Linked DNA regions of Delphinus delphis: region 2 is linked to region 1. The links are chromatin contacts, called in public Hi-C maps. All regions are on one chromosome and are shown on one strand. The core of a region is the stretch at or near the end of the contact, and the rest is flanking DNA. Distances in the headings are between cores, read along the strand shown. Region 1 holds the start of TIMM22 (translocase of inner mitochondrial membrane 22). Region 2 holds the start of GLOD4 (glyoxalase domain containing 4).

Region 1 (3,860 bases), core at 858-3,357:
AGGGTGCTGGCAAAGATTCAGGCCAGGGAAACAGACATGAGAAACCACTTCTCTCTTTCGGAATATGCTTGAAGAGGTTCAAGTTTTCCATCAGGTGAAACGCATTCCACCTATGGAAGGAGATGGGTGGGGGAAGAGAGATACCAGATCAGGGTATCTGTGTCTCCATCTGTGATTCGGGCCATTATGTTCCATAAAAGGCTCCCTCCCTCACTCACCATGGTTACAGTGGATCTCACCACATGCTGACTTGGCTCGTACCTGAAATCTGAGGCAGACCCTTCATTTAGGGATTAATTATTGCTCTCTAACTAGTCCCAGGGATTAATTGTTTAGATCATTCCTTGCTTTCCAAGGCCACCTTGCCTGGGACTTGCCTAGGGCCCTGTCCCAACTTCTCTCAGATCCAGCTTCAGCTCTTAAGACCTCAGCATGAATCAGAGCCCTGGGCCCCTCACTCATCTGGAAGGAATGGGTGGTTGGCAGGGTGTGTTGAGTTAGAGGTGCCTACAGGAAATGTCTGGTTCTTGTGTTGATGAGAAGGGTCGAAGCTGGAGATGAAGATTTGGGAGTCATTCCTGCATTAGAGGTGGTAGTAGAAGCTACGAGTGCGGATGAGTTGCTCAGGTAGAGTGAGCTGCATGAGAAAATAAAGGATGAAGCCCTGAGAGGACCAAGAGGAAAAGTTCAGGCAGCGGTGCCTGCGCCGAAGACGGAGAAACTGGAGAGGCTGTAGCACAACGAGGGGAGAGGGGCTTTGAAGTTTCTTCACAGAAGGAGGAGTCAATGGCGTGAAACGCAGCTGAGCAGTAAAGTGAAATGAGGTCTGAATTAGACTTAACAACTGAGGCGTCACCAGGGACCTTAGGACAAGCTGGTTTAGTGGTCTGGTGGGAGCAGAAGCAGAGTGAACCACAGGCTCTGCTCTGCGGCACAGAGAACTCTGGCTACCAAAGAGGTATCTCTGCCTCTGTTGACTGGCTACCTCACTACCTTCTGCTTCCATTTATGTTTCTCTTAGCTGATACACCCAGATACACTGCTAGTCTGGATCAATACAACAGTTGGGGATCTATTTTAGTACCACAGAAACTACTGCAAAAGATTTTCTGGGTTCATACACGGTGCTCTCACAGTTAACCTTCAAGTCCTCAGTTTGCAAGCTAGTAAGCACTTTAATTGATTCAGCATAATATAAATTTGGCTTTTCATGGCAATGCTAGTCCCACATCATTAATTCCATTGACAACATGTGGCTGGCGTGAGTAGCAGCCTCAGCTTCCCTTGCTCTCCGTCAGGCCAAAGCCACCTCCACTTCCTATCATTGTCTCATATTAAGCTTGGTTAGCATCACTATTTTTGTTTGTTTGTTTGTTTGTTGGCCACGCTGCGAGGCTTGCGGAGGCTTAGTTTCTCAACCAGGGATCGAACCGGGGCCCTCAGCAGTGAAAGTGTGGAGTCCTAACCACTGGACAGCCAGGGAATTCCTTTTTCTTTTTTTTTTTAAATAGCTTCACTCATTTTTTGGCTCCTTCTCTCTCCCCTCAACGGTTTAATTATTGAATAAAACATCTATTCCATACATTTATACCACGCTTTCACGTTGATTTACAAAGCACCTTCCCCTATTGACATCTCACAACACACGCTAGGAATTAGTAGGCTGGAAGGGCAGTGGCGGGGCGCGCGTACCTCCTGCTGGCGTCCCGGCGCGCTGCAGCCTCCCTTCCCTCCCGCCCGTCAGGAGCTCGAGAGAAGGCTGAGACGCTAGTGCCCGCGCAAAGCTTCCTGGGAAATGTCTGGGGTGTACGTGTTAAACTACAAATCCCGATACTCACCGCGCTGCAGCCCCGAAGAGGGTGTTTTCTGGTGACTCTGAATCTTTGTCAGTGTCGTTGGGACTGCTGCACAAGCCTGATTCAGTATTCACAGGAGGTTTTGGGAGAACGTGATAGCTCTTCCGCCGGGTGTGCACGAACGGACTTGGCTTCCGCTGCTTCGTCGGGCTCGCTCGGTGTGGCGAATCTGCCGTTGCGACACAATGGCTGGGAGCGCAAGGCCCCACGGGAGGCTTGTGGAATCTGCTGTGGGAAGAAGAGAGCCAGGTTTCTTGGGCAGCCGCAGTCATGGGGGAGACGGCCCGCAGTGCCGCGGGCTCCGCGCCTGGGGCGGCGGCTTCCGCCGAAGCCCCGCTGCAGTACAGCCTTCTTCTGCAGTACCTGGTGGGTGACAAGCGTCAGCCCCGGCTCCTGGAGCCTGGGAGCCTGGGCGGGATCCCGAGTCCGGCCAAGAGTGAGGAGCAGAAGATGGTCGAGAGGGCGATGGAAAGCTGCGCCTTCAAGGCGGCGCTGGCCTGCTTGGGAGGTGAGGCGAGGAGGGGGGCCTTTGGGAGGCTTAGGGCTTGGGCGGCATAGGGGTCCCCTGCCAAGCAGACCACGCGCCTGGGAGGCGAGGAGTCCATGGGCTTCGACCTTGACCCACCCCCGCCTGGTTCAGTGAGCTCGAGCAGCGCCTCCCTAGATCCCGAGGGTGGCTTTCGCCTCTGGAAATTGGATCAGACAATCGATCCTGGGTCGGGACCTGGGGGTTCTAAGATGGTTGACTTCATTCATTCATTCGCTTTTAAATAATCATTTTTCAACAGCTTATTACTTTGCAGCTATCACGTGTCAGGCGGTGGAAAGACAGGGTGAGAACAAGATCCTTGTTCTCATGAAGCTAACATTTTAATATACATAGAAAATTGTTGAGAAGGAGCCTGGAGGAGAGCTCTGCAGACATAGGGCCCAGCACCTGCAAAGGTCTGGCCGGAAGTGGCTTGAGGTTAGAAAAACAGAAAGGCCAGTGAGGCCAGTGTGACTAGACAGCAGGGAAAGAGGGGGAAAGAAGTCTGGACTTGGCTTTTTTTTTTTTTTTTTTTAACGTTTTGAGGATTTGAGAATGTATGTGTCCCTCCTGTATGCAGAGTAAAGAGGGTGGCCACATTTGCAGGTGATTTGAAGTCTCATTGAGAATGAAAGGCAATTAAGAAAGGAATGTAAAAAAAAAAAAAAAAAAGAAAGGAATGTAGGTGAGAGTGCACATGTGAAGTAGAGCAGAAAGAAAAAAAGATCTTTTTTGGTTGGGGGAAGGCCACAAGAAGAGGTGAGACTAGAGCGTGTCTTGGAGGATTGAGAGAATGGGGTTAGACAAAGAGGAGGAGAAACAGCATTTCAAGTTGGGGGTGGGGTGAGGGATTTGGGCTTTTTGCCTGCAGGCATTAGGGCAGTCATTGATGGTTTTTAAATTATTTTTTTAATGTTTATGTAGGTATTTATTTTGGCTGCGCTGGGTCTTAGGTGCGGCACGCGGGATCTTTAGTTGCGGCATGCGAACTCTTAGTTGCAGCATGCATGTGGGATCTAGTTCCCCGACCAGAAATGGAACCCAGCCCCCTGCATTGGGAGCGTGGAGTCTTACCCACTGGACCACCAGGGAAGTCCCCGTTGATGGTTTTTTAGAGGGTAACAAGTGGTAATGAGCATGATGACTCAAGGTGGAGTGTGATGAAGGAAAGGAAAGTCTGTGGATAGGGAGACCATATAGGGAACTTGCTAGACTGAAGCTCCGTGAGACATGGACTGGGTCTTTGTTCATCATTGTGCCTGACCCTAATAAATACATATCTGTTGAAATGATGAATGAGTCTTTGTAGTGCACCAGGGGCGAAGTGATAAAGGCCTTAGACTAGGATGATAATTGTGGACATAGGGTTACAGGGGGAGGCAAAGAAACAGTCAGAAATGCCCCTGAAGTTTGGAGTAGGAGTGACTGGAAAGAAGGAGCCATAAGCAGGAAAGTCTGGAGGGGAGGTGCCCATG
Region 2 (3,903 bases), core at 519-3,018, 160 kb before region 1:
CCCCCATTCCAAGCCAGGAGCTTTAATTGAGGACAGATACCAGGGTTATTTTCATCTTTGTCACCAAAGCCCAACACAGAACCATGAAGTGGGTGATGTTTTTTAAATGACTGATGAATTCAGGTAACTCCCTTTGCACTCCATGTCTCCTGCGGTGTCTTTACATTAAATCGCACTCTTGCACACTGTAAACAAAGAATGTCGCCTGCAACTCCATTTCTACAAGGACCAGGGCATCAGCTACTGCAGTGGCCCACCAACAGTGCACCTTGAAGGGAATTCAGGATGGAGAAAAACAAGAAGCATTCCATGCTTTGGATGCTGGCCCTAGATATTTAAGATGCATATCTAAGGAATAATTTCAATGAATCCAGAACCCATCTTCTGGGACTTCCCTGGTGGTGCAGTCCTTAAGAATCCGCCTGCCAATGCAGGGGACCACTTCCTGGACCGGGAAGATCCCACGTGCCGTGGAGCAACTTAGCCCATGAGCCACAACTACTGAGCCTGCACTCTAGAGCCCCCAAGCCACAACTACTGAAGCCCACGCGCCTAGAGCCCATGCTCCGCAACAAGACAAGCCACCGCAATAAGAAGCCCGCGCACCGCAGTGAAGAGTAGCCCCCACTCGCCGCAACTAGAGAAAGCCCGTGCTTAGCAACGAAGACCCAATGCAGCCAAAAATAAATAAGTTTATTTTTAAAAATCCCAAGTTAAAAAAAAAGAAAGAAGCATTAACTTGAGATGTCTGTTTTTGTGATTAGCAGTAATCTTTTGATGTTCAACTACGTGGTTTTGTTTTTTTTTCCCCCCAGAAACAAACTCATATATATTCTAGCTCCGCCCTTGCCTCTTCGGGGCAGTTCCTCAGAGCTATCTGAGAGGCTGTCTTCCAGGCTATAGTCCTCAGTAAGGTTCCCAAAAAGAACTTAACTCGAAAATTTTAGGTTATGCATTTTTGTTTCAGTTGACAACATCTAAAGTCCCTGCTTATCAGGAAGCTCCCCAATAGCTTCCACCAGCGCTTGCCACCCAGGTGATCTCTGCAGAATCACAGCTGCTCAGAGCTGGAGAGAGGCGACTTCCAGGTGTTGGAGACGAGGATGGCTTCTCACTTCACACTTAGATCTGGACTATGGAGAGAAGAATTGGAGCACTCACCCAGAGACTGAATATCCAAGAGACCATTCAAACCAGCAACAAGAGAAGCAGAACTCTGACTAATGCTGATATCTAAACCGAAAGGCTCCAAACCAGAAGAGAGTCATTGTTCACCGGAGGAGTATTATATATAACTTTTTATTTACTGCCTTTCCCACTAGACTAGAAGCTTCGCAAGGGCAGGAATAAACATTCGTGAATAAACTTAAATGAAAGAACGTGTGTGGGCAACACAATCGGCGACTAGTAAGTGTGACCCCCTTTCAAAGTCCATCTAACCCAAGCCGCGACTTACGGCTCTTCCTGAAGTTGAAAACCACAGAGCTAATGGGAAGTCTAGGGGCTAAGGTCGGACACCCGGGTTCCCGCTGAAATCCACATCACACCCTTTTCTCCCCTCCCTCGGCCATGTGGGGCTCAGCCTCCCGCGACCCCCTCGCGCGCCAACCCCTCTCCGCCCCGTCTCCACCTTCATTCCCAGGACATCACGATAGAAACAAGCCGTCTGGAAGCGGTTTCCCACTTTGAACACGAAGTGCAAAGATCGACGAGACGCCATGACCAGCCGTTACTCGTACAGCGCCGCACCGCCCACAGAGGATGCCGGCGCGGTAGTGACGTCACTGATCACCGCCGGCGCGCCTTCGTGACGCAGCTCACGGCGCAGGGGAAGATGGCGGTGCTGGGGGAGCGCGCGTGTTGGGCCACGCGATCGTTGTTGCCGGTGGTGCGGACTTGGGAACTCGATGCGCGGCGCTGGGTCCGGGCGCTGCGGCGCAGCCCCGTGAAAGTGGTGTTTCCATCAGGTCAGGTCGTGGAACGGAAGCCCGGTCCCGGGAAGCAGCCTCGGAAGGCGGCGGCAGAGGCCAGTCCCCGCGAGCAGCGACTGAAGCAGTCGCGTCAGGTGCCCCCATCCCAGACCCCCAGCACCTGGGAAGAGTCGGGGCTTCGCTATGATAAGGCTTTCCCCGGAGACAAAAGGCTGAGGTGATGTGTTCCTGAGGCTTGTCGAGTTTTCTCGTTTCTCTTTCCCCTCACAACGAGACCTTGACCTTTTTCCTCCCGTTGGAGGACCTCTTGAAGCACAACTCGCTGGTTTTTATTATGCACGGAGGGTAGGATAAGTGTCTAACAGTTCGTTTCTTTCCCCGCGAAGCTCTTCATGTCTGTTAGAACTAGATGTGTCTCCGTAACGAGGATGTTGGTAATTACCCGTCTTTTTGTTTCCACCCACAGCAGTGTGATGACAGTTGTTAAGTCCAGGCAATTTCGGGAAAAGCAAGGGAAGATCCTGTTGGAAGGTCGTAGGCTGATTGCAGATGCTCTCAAGGCTGGTGCTGTGCCCAGAGTTTTCTTCTTTAGCCGTCTGGACTACATAAAGGAGCTGCCCATTGAGAAGCTGAAAGGTGTTAGCCTCATTAAGGTGAAATTTGAGGATATCAAGGATTGGTCCGACCTAGTAACACCACAAGGAATAATGGGTTAGTGGTTATCCAGTGTGTCTCTAGAAGTAGAGACTTGGGATTATTTGTTCATATTTGTCTCAGGGCAACAAATTTTATTTAAACCAAATTCAAAATATTACTGTGCCTAACCTTTTCTTAAGACACCCAGAAAAATACATTTCTCAAATCTTTGCATCTTGTATCTTCAGTGGAGACTCAAGCCATTTTTTTGTCATTTGTATTGTGGGTTTTTTATAGTCTCTAGGGAATAATCAGTCTTCCTCAGACCTTATTTTTTGGGGGTCACTTCTTCAACCTTAAGTGTTCAATTAAAAATTAAGAAAATGTTGGAAATTCCCTGGTGGTTCAATGGTTAGGACTCGGTGCTTTCACTGCTGTGGGCCCAGGTTCGATGCCTGGTCAGGGAATTAAAATCCCGAAAGCCACGAGGCACGGCCAAAAACAAAAAAATTAAAATGTTTACCAAAAGATTTACCCTCTATTTCCACAAAACCTCTGCCAGTGTGGTAATACCTATATATTGTTGACCCCCTTATTCTAGAAGCAGGTCTGAGCAGTAAGCTGCAATTTGTCGCCCGGTTTAGCCTGTTGAACAGGAAACCATGTCTTCATTTGATTGAATCCAACTCAAGATTCTAATAGACTGTTAGCACTTAGAAAGTCTTTTTTCTAAATATGGAAAGACTAAACTCTTTATACTTTTTTGACATTCAAGATATGAGAATCGAATGTGTGAGTGTAGAGATTTCTCTTAGATAGTAAGGGATAGTTGGGGCAGGGAAGGCGTTTTCTTCAAGATTCTAATGTTTAGGCCAGGGCCTCTCACACCAGTTATGCATGCATATTCCCTGTAGTGGGCTCACTGTATAGCTATTAATTGGGAGCGGAAATTCTGGGGACAGTCTCTTGTTTCTGTAACCCAGCAAATCCTAGGAATCTGTGCCCCCGTGCCCAGAACTCTCCCATAGGGTGGGAACTTGGACTACTAAAGTCCTCCACTCAGTCTAAGTAACTGTGCTCTTATTAGCTATAGTTGTCCTTGATAAGGACCCGGGTTTGATCTCTGGTCGGGGAACTAAGATCCCACAAGGCATGCAGTGAGGCCCAAAAAGAAAAAAAGAATTACTAGGTTACAGAATAATTTCATAGAGTGTGATTTTTTTTTTTTTTTTTTTTAGGTAAAAGAAAAAGCACTTATATATGGGTAGATGGACATACATGTAGGGAGATGCATGGAACAAGTTCTGAAAGGATACACTCCAAGGTTGAAAGCAGT

The links. A called contact is a pair of places that touch in the nucleus more often than the background predicts.
Region 2: a Hi-C map of lung shows a contact between it and region 1, with 5 times the contacts expected there. The contact joins the promoter of GLOD4 here to the promoter of TIMM22 in region 1. A contact is called at or near these places in 3 of 3 Hi-C or Micro-C datasets (lung and muscle).

What each region holds. Positions count from the first base shown.
Region 1 is chr19:45,716,515-45,720,374 of mDelDel1.2, reverse strand. It overlaps TIMM22 (translocase of inner mitochondrial membrane 22), which reads left to right and starts at 2,107. Exons shown (of 4, transcript XM_059997402.1): 1 at 2,107-2,364. The coding sequence starts at 2,127.
Region 2 is chr19:45,878,942-45,882,844 of mDelDel1.2, reverse strand. It overlaps GLOD4 (glyoxalase domain containing 4), which reads right to left and starts at 1,768. Exons shown (of 9, transcript XM_059998094.2): 1 at 1,631-1,768. The coding sequence starts at 1,720. It overlaps MRM3 (mitochondrial rRNA methyltransferase 3), which reads left to right and starts at 1,829. Exons shown (of 4, transcript XM_059998089.1): 1 at 1,829-2,148; 2 at 2,398-2,642. The coding sequence starts at 1,835.